Linked DNA regions of Sus scrofa: all the other regions are linked to region 3. A link is a contact called in public Hi-C and promoter capture Hi-C data. All regions are on one chromosome and are shown on one strand. The core of a region is the stretch at or near the end of the contact, and the rest is flanking DNA. Distances in the headings are between cores, read along the strand shown.

Region 1 (4,803 bases), core at 355-2,854, 190 kb before region 3:
TTTTTCATCTGGGTTCCGCCTGGTGCAAGAGGCTGTGCCTGCAGCTGAGCCTGCGAAAGGAGGTTCAGGCTTTGTGGAGGCGGAGGCTGTGGTCCCGACAGAGAAGATGCTACAGGAGGTGGCGGCTGGAGCAGCGACGGAGGCGGAAAATCCTCGGAAGATGGGGCACTACTACCAACGCCGGTACCTGCTGCACTGAGAGCAGAGGCGCTGCCACCGCCACTGCCCCTTCGAGGGAACATTGCCGGGTGCGCCATCTTCCTAGCACTAATGTCTGCAGCGGCCGCGGCCGCGGCGGCGGTGGACTCGGGCGGCTGGTGCATTGTGTTGGGGACCGGGGGGCGGAGGAGGCGCGAGCAATTTCCTTCTGCACCGTAATCTTTGTGTTCAAGACGCCCGGGGAGGAAAACGGGACCTGATGCTCCACCCGGCGCGATTCCTCCTTCTCCTCCTACTCCTCCTCAGCCGAGGGCGCCGGCCGCTGCTGCCTTCGAGGGCGAGCTTCGGGAAGGGAGGATGAACGAGGGTGAACAGGGCGGCCGAGGACCCGAAGGGGGTACCCCTTCAGCCCTTCACCATTCACTTTCCCCTCTAGCCTCACACCCCCCTTTATATTCCGCTTCACGTGGGGTGCGGGGCGGGAGGGAGGGGGAGAGCAAGGGAGGGGGGAGGCTAGGGGAGGGGGCGGGAAAGCCGAGAAATGCCCACCTTCTCCGGACAACTCCGAAGCCACCTCCACCCCTCCTCCCGCCGCAGCGGCGGCGGCGGCCGCTGCAAAACCCTCCCGGTGGCTCTGCACGAAGGCAGCGCCGAGCGAGTGTCGCCTTCCCCTCGCCACCCCCAGCGCCGCCGCCGCCGGCGAGCCCCGAGCTCAGTGTCGCTCAAACCTCCCCTCCCAGCCCCGCCGGCCCCGCTCGGCCCTCCCCCCACGCCCCGCGGACCCTTTCAAACCCCCTGGGCTCGCGGCGGCTGCTGCTCCCTGAGGAAACGCTGGCCGCGGCTGGGGCCGGCGCGGCGAGGCTCGGAGCGGGGCGGCGGCGGGGCGCCCGGTACGGTGAGCCCAGCAACGAGGCGCGGGCGGGCGCGCAGAGACGCCGGGTCCTCGCGGAGCACGGCAGGGGCGCGGCGGCGGCGGTGGCAGCGGGAGCCCAGGGACCGCTCCATCACTGGCAGCCATGGAGCCCGAGCATTTTCCTCCCTCCGGGCAGGCGCCTCGGCTCGGCACACGTCCTGGGGGAGGAAGGGGCCGGCGCCCGAGCCTCCCCGAAGGGCGGCGGGACGTGCGCTAAGCGCCGACGGTGCGAGCCGCTTCTCGTCCTCTTCCTCCGCAGCCGGCTCGTCCTCACCCCGCTGCTCCCGCGGCCCAGGCAGGAGGGGGCCGCAGGCAGCGGCGACGACTCCTTTCTCGGCGGCGTTGGTGGCCAGACAGGCTGGTGCAGCGACTGCAGCCGACGCCGTTCAAAGGAACGAGAGGTGGGGTTGGTCGGTGTCGGCGAACAGGGCGGGTGAGTGGGTGGCTGCCGAGGGAGGGCGGCGGGCGGGGAGGGGGCTGCGGTGGTTGTTACTAGTGCTCTTCTCCGGCTCCACCGTATCCGCGAGTCTCTCGCGGCATCGGCAGAGGAGGGACCAGCGCCCGAGCGCAGAAGGAGGAGGGGCGACCGCCGGCGAGAGGAGGCGGTGGCGGTGGCGGGGGGAGGGGGCAGGCTGAGGAGAAGGAGGGAAGATGGCGTCTGCGCATGCGCCCCGAGGGCCGCAGCCATAAAGCCGGATCTGGCGGCGGGTCTTCGGGCCTCTCCGAGCTCCGGGTGTCTCGGCGGAAATTGCCGAAGGCTGGCGGAGGCGCCGAAGCCGCCGCCGGCGGCGGGGGTGGGGAGTTTCGGCCGGGGGAGCGAATCCGGGTCGGCCGGAGAGATTCTGCCTGATGGGGGTGGGGCCGGGTACGGGGCGCGCGCAGGTTAGGTGTGTCCGCTCCTTTTTCACACGCGGCCGGCGCGCGCGCGCGGGCACGCGGCAGGAGAGGGGGCGCGGTGGGGAGGGGCTGGCGGAGGCCGCTGGAGCCCCGGGTCTCGGGTGTACGCGCCCTGGGTGGTGTCCCCCCGCCTGCGGAATGGGTAATGAGGCTTTTCTCCGCAGCAACAGCATCACGAGTTTCAGTTCCCAGGAGTCCGCCGCCGCCACGACATGAGTCAGGCTTTCTTCTTCGGCGCGTGGCGAAGCCCTCCTCCCCTTCGCCACACCTGGGCTCGCCCCCGGCCCTCGCCGCCCTCGCCCCCTCGGAGGATGCCCCAGCCTGGTGCTGCGGGGTCGCGGAAGGCCGGTGGCTCCTCAGGATAGGCGCTCCCTTTTGTGCGGTGCAGTTGCTGCTGCCGTGCGGTCCCCTCGTCCTTCGACGGGCAGGGACGAGCCAGCCGGGCAGATGTTGCAGCTGTTTGCAGTTAAATGCCTAGGCTCTTCTCTAGAGAGGGGAGCGTTTGCAAGCCATTGTTTCCTGGAGGGATGCAGCAGCCCAGCCTAGTAAATAACCGATCTCAACAGGTGGAGCTTACCTCCAACCGGGATATCTTCTAGTTTAATTGTCCAGGCTGTAGCCCCTGCAGGTTTGACCTAAAAGACAAAGTGGCCTAGTCTTTGTGGCAATACAAGTGCTGTGATAAATGAATACTACCTTTTAGAGGTAGAAAAGAAAGAAAACCATCTGCGATTCAAGTTTAAAAACATAAACAAAATAAAAACAAAATCCTGCATGGGTCCGAGCATAGTTCTACAGAAGCAATGTTAGCTTTGATTGGAGGCAATTTACTGGAAGTTGCTTCCCTGGCATTACATGTCAAAACATTCTAGTTCTAAGCAGTTTTTACTACTGAGAGCCGTACATCTCGCCCAGGAATTAAAACACAGCAAAGTAATGTGGAAAACCTTAGAGAGAAAGGTTTTTTTTTTCTACTTAGGTTGTTGAGGAACTAAACGTTTAGGGTTAGACCTCTGATTCATTAAATCTCACAGACTAACGGATCTACAGTCCTGTTTCAGGAGCTTGGTAAAAAGTAGACGGCAGGGTTTCCATAGACGCCTCATTGGTGATTCAACATGTTACCTTTAGGTTTCTCTCAACTTTTCCCCTCATTCCATCCCCCAAAGGTTAGGAGTATCACTGTTGTTATATTCTTATATAAAAACACATCCTCAACATCCTTGTATAGCCTGTATCAAAATTTTGATCTTTTGTGGCAGGGGACTCCCAGAACTAAACCCAAAAGGAGGAGTAGGTGTTTTTAGTGTGGAGCTCCGGGCTAGGTATAAAGTAGGTGTTCAAAACATTGCAAGTGATATGGTGGTAAAAATCAAATACATTTGAAAAGATCGAACTTGTTTTATGATATTCATGAATTCATACATGGATTTTTTTTTTTTTTACATAACTGGCCATTTGTGTATTTTACACAAATAATCATTTCTCTTTTTAATACTACAATAGCTTTTGTTGCAAGTAACACAGCTGGTTCATAGCCACCATCCGTGGTTGAAATGCAACTCTGACATGCTTTTCCAACAGTTTTTGAATGGAAAAGAGAACATATCCTCACGAGTTAAAACTGCAATGGAATGTACAAAGGCAAAAAAGTGCTTCTCTGAGCTACACTGTGAAAGAAAATGTGCTCGATCTCCCCAAATGTTGCCTTAGGTCAAAGTTTTAAATTAACCCAAGCAACAACCCAGCACCCCTTGGGCCACCTAAATACCCACTGTGATTGTGCTGATAGGCTTCCAAGCAGAAGAAACACGTATAATAAAGTCTTCCATAGTTACAGAATGAGTCATTGTGATAATCCTGTAAAAGCAGATACTTCTGATACCCAGTGGTGATGAGTATTGTGTTGTGGGCTGTTTTGATGCTCAGAGGGTGGACATCTTATTTCTTTTAAAAGAAAGTTGTTGTTGTTTTAACTTTTCCAGGATAACGCAAGACATGAGGTAAGATATAAGAAAATACGGTCTTTTGAAATGTATTTCCCTTTTATTGGCCATTTCACCTCAAATTCCTGGTTAGGCTGCATTAAGTTCCACTGAGGTAGGAAGAGCAACTCTGCAGTTGCGGAAACCTGAGTTTGAAAAAATCGTCTCTCTCCCTCTCTCTCTTTTCTCCAGTTGCCAACCTATCTATGACCTGCAGTACATAGATATAAGTCCCTAAAAACAAGCAGAAGCACTTGAACAACCAGGTGTTATCATATTACCACCTTTTCATTTTCAAAGTCTGGATTTTTTTTATATATATTGATGTCAAATGCCTCTTGGCATATGCAATGAAGTCCTTAACTCCTTTACACCCAGCCCTTGAAGTTATCCTTTGTCTGCATTGCACCTGTTTGCATTCTGAAGGTGCAGTTCTGAATTACTCTCTATTGACAAAAAGATTAGTCCATAGTCCAGTGTTCACTTAAATCTCATTAACGGTGATACGGCAAACTAGCATGTATATTTAGCTATGTTTAGTGTTTTTCCTATTGTGAAGTAGAAAACTTCCTGGTCATCATAACACAGTTTACTTATTTTTGAGAACTGTGAAATAGATCACTATTTAAAATCAAGTACAGGAAGGGAATACTCCCACTTAGAATGCAAAGACAAGTATTAAAGAAAAATGTGTGCAGAAAATATGCCACTGATCCACTCCAGGAACTATTCTGGCTAACCAGTCATGCAGTAGTACTTATCTGTAACTTTTAAATGTCATCCAAAAAAAAAAAAAAAGTCAAATATTTTTATGATGCATTATAAACATGAGAAAAGTCATACATTTTG
Region 2 (5,023 bases), core at 309-2,808, 180 kb after region 3:
CAATCAATTGCTCTTTTTTTCTTCTTCCTTATATAATCATTTTGATATCCTCACTTTTTCTTTTCTTCTCTAGGTGTTCCTTCTTCTTTAGTCATTTATTCTCTCTTAACCCCTGTAAACACACAAACACACACACACACCTTTTAAGGATTCCCATAAACTATAGGTCAATGCCTATGTTTTACTTTAAAGCTCATTACTAGGGTGATCTAGGCTATGTTAATCCTCTTCTCTCATGGTCTCCTATTTCAGTTTATTCCTTCTATTTGATCAAAGCTTAAGGCAGTCTCGTTATCCACTTGTCCTTTATATGTTTTGAGGCTGTTTCCCAAGCTGTGACATAAGAATGCAATCTTCCCTTTCAATACATGCCTGATCTCCCTTTTTTTCCTATTGGTTTTCCCAGCTAATCTCAAAGACTTGACAGCTTTTCCCAGCCCTATGCTGCACAGACACAGAACTTTTTAAATTATGTGTATAACTCTGATGAGGGATTCAGCACATTTTTTTTGGGCCATTCTTACAATATCTTACTGTTTGTTTCTTCCAGCAAATGTTCATTCAGCAGCCAAAGCCTATTGAAATCTGACAAGGTGTCAGCACTGTGTTAGATGCTGTTAATAAAAAATGAATAAAACACTTTATCTGCCTAGGATGAGCTCAGAGTCTAGAAAGCAAAGGCAGCATGTAAACATGTATATAATAGTGCATTGTGGTAAGTATCACACCCTTCTTTCTGATGTGAAGGAAAATGAACTTCCTCTGGGGGAGTTGATAAAAGCTCTCAGAGGCAGTGAGATTTCCATTAGTCTTGACACCTAAGTAGGAGTCTGCCAATCAGAATTCAAGGGTGAGAATAAGGGTAAAGGAAGAAGAGGGCATCTGAGTAAAGGGAATCCAGTGTATAGAGGCCCTGAAATAATTGAGGAGCATGCTGATGTGTCTGGAGAGGTCTGATGGGTTAAGTGTGGTTGGATGTCTGGTGAATTGAGTGGCAGGGATGAAACTGACAGGGCCTGTGTGGAGAGGATTGAATTTTGTTCTAGAGGCAAGACTCTTTAAGCAGGGGAGTGTAACAATCAGATTTGTCTGTTACATGTCCCTTGTCATTGATCTAATCACAGGGCTTTGGGTTTTGGAGTCTGAAGGGGTTGTGCTCTGCTTGTTTAAATGGAGGTGCGCAGGGTAGCCTTTCAATTGAGACCGCTGTGCTAATTCACTTTATTACTACCCTGGCCTCCAAATGCTGTCTCTCTCACCATGGCCAGGGTTGGACATATACTGACAGCCTTTGTCTCTCTGAACTCCATTTTTCTGTTTTGACACCTTCCATTTTCAGTTACACTGACGTGATCTTTACTGATCTGTATTGTTGACGTTTCCGCCCATCCTTTCCTGTGTTTTAAACACTCTGGCACAGCCAACAGCAGCAGCAGCAGCAGCAGTAGCCACGCCCACTCAAGCAGGCGCCCTCTCAGGAAATTTGTCCGCAGCAGCGCGCCGTAGTGACGGTAGCGGCGCGCATGCGCAATTCTCGACTCCTGGCGGCGTGTTCCTCTTTTCCTGGGGCTCCCGGCATCCCGGTCGGTCGGTGGACGCCGACTCTGCACCGCTTCCCATTCGCGGCCTTCCCTGTGCTCCGGTCGTTCGCCCCGCAGTTCACCCAGCTCCCGGGGCCGCTGCTCAGGTTTGTACGCCTCCGCTGGCGACAGACCCATGGCTGAGCGCGGGGAACTCGACCTCACGGGCGCCAAACAGAACACTGGAGTGTGGCTGGTCAAGGTAAGGTTTGCGCGGCTCCTGCTTGTGCTCCTCCTTAAAGTAGTTGAAGTGACTTGAGACTGTCCCACGCCGTGTACCTTTTAAACTTCTTTACGGTCGTCTCGTTAGATCTTCGCTTATTGAGAGGCAGGATTCCTTGTTACGCTCGTTTGCAGACAAGGAAATTAGTTGAGGGACGCCCGATACCTTTTAGCCAATTAGGAGTCTGAACCTGCTTGTGATGGATCTCCTTTCCCCATAACCTGTTTTTTTCGGGACCCTATCTTGATGTTCCCTCAATGTGACCGATGTATTTTTTACCCTATACTGAAGAATTTCTGCGTCTTTTCTTGGTGAAACTGATTTTAGTTATCAGTCTGTGTAAGGAAGTTGGGTGTCTGCTTCTTGTACAGTTTTTTTTTGCAGCCATTGGGTAGAACTGACCCCTGCGTACCCCTAAAGTGTTCTTTTAGGTTGATGGCTGTTGTGGAGTTCTCAGGAGAGCTGAGAGAGCTCTGAATTCAAGGAAGAAGAGGCCATGGACTGGAGAGTTCTTTTAGAGTACAACTGGATCTCCTAAAAACTAATTGTCAATTATTTTTTTTTGTAAAGAGAGCACTTAGCCCTTAGCAAAGTATTTGTACTTTACTTTTGCATATTGGAGAGTGTTGTCTCTTAGGAGGGTTTCATAAGGCATGTGTGTTCAAAGTGTGATGATGACAGTCTTTGAAACTGAAATGAGATGTAGGGAAATCTTTGGTTTGTTAAATGTATTCATTTATTTTACTTTTTACTTATTTTCATTTTTGGCCACCCCGCGGCGTATGGAGTTCCAGGAATCAGATCCGAATTGCAGTTGCAACCTGAACCGCAGCTGAAGCAATGCTGGCTCCCTAACCCACTGTGCTGGGCCTGGGATCGAACCTGCTTCCCAGCACTCCCAGGATGCCACCGATCCTGTTCTGCCACAGAAGGAACTCCTAAATTTTTTTAGACTTTGATCACATGACTGAGTTCTCATCAGTTAAATGTGAGCGGCCCTTCCTGTTTATCTGTCTTAAATCTCTTTTATTCACCAGCATATTAAACCTGTGTTATAGTCTTCAGAGCACTTGTCAGAGTCTTAAGTGTGTCTGTGTTCAGTGTTGTTTACCTCCCTTTGATTAGCACACACACAGTACCATTTCAGGAGACTAGGATCCTTGCCTGTCACACCCAGAATTGTATTTGACACATAGTAATAGTTCAGTAGATACGTGATGAATGAATGAGGGAACTCCTCAAGCCTAGCTTTAGGCTCTGGCATTCATTTGACCTGTCACAGCTATATCAGTACCATGTAAACTGATGGAGTAAGTGTCTCTTTTCTCCTGCCTACCAGGTGGAGGGGAATCATTAGGGAGGAGATGTCTGTTGGAGACTTAGAGCTTAAAAAAATGGTGAAGCTTGAGATGATGTGTTCGGGCTTGGAGCACCATAAAATGCTCAACAAATTTGGTGTTTGCCTTCCAGAGAGTTGGTTCGTTGAACCGAGGCCACCCATGGTATCTCTGTAGTATACCATGGCGAGTGGAACCAAAATCCAGGAGTGAAAATGCCCAGTAAGATGGTGTGTCCTGGAAAACAGAGATCACTGCGCCTGGAGGAGAGGATTGGGACCATATACTCATAATGTCACACTGGGAGATGGAGATGTCTTAGCTCTACCAGAAGTGAGGGACCTTTTGGAGGGTTTTAAGTAAAACAGGGAGGCACATGATTGTTTTAGGAAAAAAAAAAAAAAGCTTGAGGGGAAGATAACTAGTTAAAATTAGATAATTGTCACAGGCTCATAGGCATTTGATAGTTAGGTCTGAGAAGTTAGGGAAATTTCTCCAGCAAAAAGTTGTCAGGATATGATGACTGAGTGAAGGAGTATGTGAAAGAATGTAATGAATTGAAAATGAGCTTAAGAAATTTAAGTGTTATATTTGGCCATTAGACTACATTTTACCACTTTAAAAACACCTCAGCTCAAACCATTGATTTGTTCTGTTTCGTGAAGGTAGTTGTAATGTTTTGTTTATTTCTTGCAATATCATTGTTTCCTCCTATCAATTTGGCATGTAGTATTTCTTTTTCTAAACTTACATATCAAAGAAAATAACAGGCTTGCAATTACTGCATCTTTCCAGGGTGTGAAAGAAGTTTTTCTTTTTTTTTTCTTTTTTTTTTTTAACCAGTTTTTGTCCTTTGACAAACTTTGCCTCTGAAAGAGGATAAGAATTGCTAGGAAAGGAGTTCCCGTCGTGGCTCAGTGGTTAACGAATCCGACTAGGAACCATGAGGTTGCGGGTTCGGTCCCTGCCCTTGCTCAGTGGGTTAACGATCCGGCGTTGCTGTGAGCTGTGGTGTGGGTTGCAGACTTGGCTCGGATCCTGTGTTGCTGTGGCTCTGGCGTAGGCCGGTGGCTACAGCTCCGATTCGACCCCTAGCCTGGGAACCTCCATATGCCGCGGGAGCGGCCCAAGAAAGAGCAACAACAACAACAACCAAAAAGACAAAAAGAAAAAAAAAAAAAAAGAATTACTAGGAAATACTTTGTATTCTAAAATCTGTTCATGTTCCCACTATGACAACTTTTATTTCTGCTTTAATTAAAGGAGTCCAAGAAGGCAGTGAGTTTTGATTTGCACCCCTGTCAGATAGTTTGAACTTGTTTCATTTCCCCAGGGTTAGCATCTGGTGTGGGGTTTTTTTTTTCCTGCCGCACCCACGACATATGAAAGTTTCCAGGCCAGGGATCGAATCCGAGCTGGAGCTTCAACCTATGCCACAGCTGTAGCAACACCAGGGATCCCACTGCCAGGGATCAAACTGGCACCTCCACAGAGATAAGCTAGATCAGTGGAAACTCCGTATTTGGATTTTCATCTCTGAATTATGGGAATCAATTTAATTAGAGTGTAAAATTGTTTTATTTTCAGCTTTCTTTGTGTGATAGTAAAATAAAATATGCTGTTTAGAAAGTCTTTTTTTTTTTAATTAAAAAAAATGCTTTTATGGCTGCACCTGACAGCATATGGAAGTTCCCAGGCCAGAGATTGAATCCAAGCCACAGCTGTGGCAACACAAGGTCCTTTAACCCACTGCTCTGGGCCAGGGATCAAACCTGTGCCTCCCCAGTGATCAGAGCTTCTGCAGTCAGATTCTTAACCCACTGGGGTATGGCTGGAACTCCTGTCCTCATTCCTACCCGGTTAGAATTTGTAACTAGAACTGC
Region 3 (4,305 bases), core at 875-3,374:
TAAAAAGGGTAGGGAGGGGATACAATCTAAAGGCCAATACTAGGGAATCAGAGGCATAAAATCCAGAACCAATGCTTCATGAGTAAAATGAGGGGTTCCATTAAATGGCTGCAAAGGGCATTTGCAGTTCAGTGTATGACTCTAGACTGATTATAAAGATGATTAATAAAAATTATGGAAAAACGTTTTGTAAAATACGAGGCAGTAAAAATGACAAATATAATGCAAGCAACCACCTCCCCACAAAGTTAAGCTCTTCCTTTTATTAAGTACGTGTCTGTAGAAGTATCTACCATGCTCTGGGGCTCTTAAGTATCATTTGCATCCAAAAGAAACTTTTGTCAAATTTTGTGAGGCCACAAATCTATTTTATGGAAATGAACAGTACATAGGATGAGTTTATTTAACAACCTTCACGTGAATGGAACTCACTTGCCATATGAAAGAAAGTTTTAAAACAACAAACAAAAAACATAGCTCCTAAGTGGCAGCCTTGTCCATCAACTACCCTTCCTCTCCTTGCTCATTTTATTTTAGTTTGGGGATTTTTGTTGTTGTTGTTTTGGCCTTGCCCATCCACGTGCAGAAGTTCCTGGGCCAGGGATAGAACCAGTGCCAGAGCAATGACAACATCAGATTTTTAACAGGTAGGCCACCAGGGAACTCCTCTTTCCTCATTTTAGTCCCGGGAGCCCTGAGGACTGCATAATTTTTTGTGGTTAAATCATAAATAGTCCTGTTATTAAACTCTGCTAAGAATGTCATCAGTTTCCTACTGGGCTCCTGGCTGATAGAGGCATAATAATATTATCTAATAACAAAATAAAGATCGAATTTAAAAAGGTATGTAAAACATTTAGCCTAGTTCATAGCATGTGCTCAATAAGTAGTATTATTGTGATTAGGCTTTTAATTTTCCTATCAATCCTGTCCCACTCAATTCAATAAATGCAGAGTACCTGCTGATGATCAGTTTCTGCTCCAAGCTCTGTATTAGGAATTCTGAATAAGCATCTATTTAGCTTAGCATTTTTCTCATGAAGGATGACATTTTTCTGTCCCTTAAAATCCCGAAGGACTTTAAAAAGAGAGGAAATTTCAAAGTCCTTTGGATGCCAAGTCTTTTTCACAGTCATTCCTCAGTGTTAATGGCAGTCTGGGAACAAACTGGGGGAGTTTCAAACAGTTCAACACCAATGGGAAAGAGTGCGGCTTCTAAATGCCTGGAGGTTTTCCCTAATGGCAAATGTTTGGAGAGGTAAGAGAGATAAACTATGCCAGCAAAAGATGCACTTATTTGGGAAACAGTTGGAAACTGGTCACACATCAGTACTAAGATTTCTAATTCTAGAGATCTTATTGAGCATATCATGAATTCTTGACGTTTTTAAAACAGAATGTGTCAAATAAATATGTTAGGGCGTGAGAAGAAAGTGGTTTTTTTGCCATTGCCTCGCTCTTCAATATTTGTAATAACCTAATTTTCTTTTCTTCCTCCCTGCCCCCTGCCCCCCCCAATAACTGGTTTAGTGAAACCCAATAGATTGTACACTGACCTCCTTTGCCCTCAATAATACTTCTTTTCAGAAAAACCTTGCTGTCGTTCTCGAAGGAACGGATGGCTTTCGGCAGTTTAAAAGCCCTGCAATGTCCTACAATGTGTCTTTTCTTTTTTCTTTCAAAGAAGAGCACTTTTTGGTCGTTTGGCTCCTATTCATAGTACAAAGAGAAATTACGCAGAAAAATCAGCTGAAACATTTATCTTAGCACAGGATGGCTGGCTCAAGGCTCCTGAGATGTAAGCAACATTTCAAAAGCTAATCTGGCACGGTCCAAGTCCAAGTTAACTTCCTCCTCTCCGGCTCCAGGACCGGACTGGGTTTGTGTGGGCTGTGTGCCCATGCCGGATCCAGGGAACAGCCTGAGTCTTCAGCCTCAGTCTCTCCTGGCTGCCCTAAAATGAGGTTATACCGTTTACCGAAAAGACTAATCTTTCCCTAGTTAAGAGGAACTTGAGTTGGGTTGCTGTTGGTTACTTTTCAAAAAGGAAGTACTGGCGTTCCCACACCGGGAGTCGAACCCGGGCCGCCTGGGTGAAAACCAGGAATCCTAACCGCTAGACCATGTGGGAGACGACGAACACGCCTGCCAATCTAGACAGATTGAGTCTTCCGCCTGATTGCCTCTTGCCCCGCCCAGCCCTCTGTGTCAGACCCGCTTCTGCGCATGCGGGAACGCCTCGGGTCCGCGTTATCCTGTGGAGCCTTGAGGTGAAGAGTCGAATCTCTTTTTCTCCTCACGTTGGCGTCTTTTCAGGTCTCTTCCAGGCTCCTCATTCTAGACACCGCGTATACACCGGTGTAGACTGTAGGCTGATGAGTCATTATTCACAATTCCTCACAAGAAATCCGGCAGAGCACCGAAGGACGGGGGTTTGGAATGTAGACTCATTAATAAGAAACAAGTGCCGTGTGGAGCCGTGAAAAGAGACCGCAGTGGGCTGGGCGCCCGGTCTCTGGCGGCCGCTGACCAGCCTCCCGGCCGCGGCTCCGAGGGCAGCAGGCTCGCCTCTGTGCCCTCGGGCAGACCCGCGCGCCCGGCCACGCGCCGGCTGTGCGCCCCCGACCACTGGGCCTCAAAGCCTGGGTGTCCTCAGCGCCCGGGCGTCTGTCTCTCTTCGCCGCGCTATGCCGGCCCCATCCCGTCCCCAGAGAGTGTCTCTTTGCCCTCAAGAAACCGGAGCGAGGGCTGCCTGGAAGCCTGGAACTTTCCAGGTTCTGTTGACTCAACGGCAAAAGGCGGGCTTTGTGTCCCTGAAAGTAGACGAAGGTGGTTTGTGAAGGTAGATTTAAGAACTGGAGCATGTCCCTCCCTGCCAGCAGGCATGACTGATGGAAGGTTCCCCGCGGTTCCCCAGCCCGGCCGCGGCCGGAAGCAGCATCCCTCCGGCGCAGCTTCTGCCTTAGAGGCGGCTGCGGGGATTAGGAAGCGCAAAGAACCAGTTGTTGGGCCAGCCCGCGTGGGAGAGCTCTGGTCCCGGTGTCCTCGTGGTGGCTTAAACCACACAGAAGTTGTTTTCACTTGAGCTGGACCCTTTGGAGCCTGGTTAAAAGCTGGTTCTGGTTCTCCTTTACTCCCCCCTCTGGCCCCACCTGCCCAAGGGTCTTCGAAAGTTCTCGATCTGCCCCTGACTGAGGTTCTCTTAAGGCCTCCGTGTGACATTCGGCAACAGGAGAGCAGGGGTGGAAAAAGCCCTGAAATAGAAACGACTTCGACATGTATTCACACAAATCAAGCTCCCCTAAGGGAGAGGCCAACACCATTGAAACTTCGCGAAGCTCTGGAGGAAGACCACAACTTGCTGGCTGCAAACCTACTGTGTGTATGAGACACGTTCACATTCGTTTGCTCATTTAATCTTCATAGTATGAGGTAGGTCTTACTCGAGTTTGGGCGGGTACTTCCTGTACTATCTTTGCATTTTTGAACAGTTTCACTTGTTTGTTTTTTAATCAGTGAGCCAGCTGCCTTTCTCTGGAGGACATCCTACGACTGCGGTTCTCGGTCTGGGGGCCGAGATTTCACCTATACCTTTCAGTTCTGTATTTCCACTTGGTAATTCTTTTTAAAATGTATCTTACCAGTTTTAAAGACAAAAGTTCCCGGTGTAACCCATACATTGGACAGGCACCATCCTTGGGATATAACCAAAATGCAACTTTTCTTTCGTCTCCCAAACCGAAATGTGTTCCTCTTTTTCCTTGGCATGGATGAGAATTTGAGCAGGAACAGAAAACCCTATGGTCACCTTAAATAATAAAGCACAGTCCAGGACAATGCACTTTTCAGCAATTCCATCTTCATTCCAGATGGTTCTCCCCCACTGCTCCATCTTGGGTATCACTTCAGGCTATGAACAGCGGTGAGCTGAATCGGGCTCCCACCAGATCACATTGTCTAACTGCAGGCTTCTCTTTCTAACCCTATATTGGGTGACATCACATTGGTAGCCTGAGATGGCCTTGCTGGGAGAGTATTTACACCCCAGAAATAGGCAGATACTCCAAGGCACGGCTTTTTTGCAGTTAAAAAAAAAAAAAAAAGTGTTCTGGGAGTTCTCATTGTGACTCAGAGGATGCAGGTTTGATCCCTGGCCTCACTCCGTGGGTTAAGGATCCCACATTGCGGTGAGCGGTGGTGTAGGTTGCAGACTCTGGCTCAGATCTGGCATTGATGTGGCTGTGGCCTAGGCTGGTAGCTGTGGCTCTGATTTGACCTCTAGTCTGGGTATTTCCATATGGCATG

Evidence for each region. Promoter capture Hi-C pulls out the DNA fragments that hold promoters and counts their contacts. A called contact is a pair of places that touch in the nucleus more often than the background predicts.
Region 1: a promoter capture Hi-C map of liver shows a contact between it and region 3, with 6 times the contacts expected there. The contact joins the promoter of TSC22D1 here to the promoter of LOC102159419 in region 3. A contact is called at or near these places in 2 of 5 promoter capture datasets (fetal skeletal muscle and liver), 4 of 47 Hi-C or Micro-C datasets (embryonic fibroblasts, heart right ventricle, liver and 1 more) and 2 of 2 datasets of contacts at active chromatin or transcription factors (alveolar macrophages and skeletal muscle).
Region 2: a contact with region 3 is called in a Hi-C map of skeletal muscle, with 5 times the contacts expected there. The contact joins the promoter of GTF2F2 here to the promoter of LOC102159419 in region 3. A contact is called at or near these places in 2 of 47 Hi-C or Micro-C datasets (heart right ventricle and skeletal muscle).

Annotation. Positions count from the first base shown.
Region 1 is chr11:22,515,593-22,520,395 of Sscrofa11.1, reverse strand. It overlaps TSC22D1 (TSC22 domain family protein 1), which reads right to left and starts at 1,604. Exons shown (of 3, transcript XM_021065612.1): 1 at 1-1,604. The coding sequence starts at 323. LOC100523690 (atherin-like) reads left to right here and starts at 517. Exons shown (of 4, transcript XM_021065395.1): 1 at 517-1,473. The coding sequence starts at 517.
Region 2 is chr11:22,141,456-22,146,478 of Sscrofa11.1, reverse strand. It overlaps GTF2F2 (general transcription factor IIF subunit 2), which reads left to right and starts at 1,558. Exons shown (of 8, transcript NM_001243628.1): 1 at 1,558-1,782. The coding sequence starts at 1,717.
Region 3 is chr11:22,322,665-22,326,969 of Sscrofa11.1, reverse strand. LOC102159419 reads left to right here and starts at 2,124. Exons shown (of 3, transcript XM_021065393.1): 1 at 2,124-2,270; 2 at 2,372-3,432. The coding sequence starts at 2,124. The coding sequence ends at 3,085. TRNAE-UUC (a tRNA gene) reads right to left here and starts at 2,131; the gene lies at 2,060-2,131.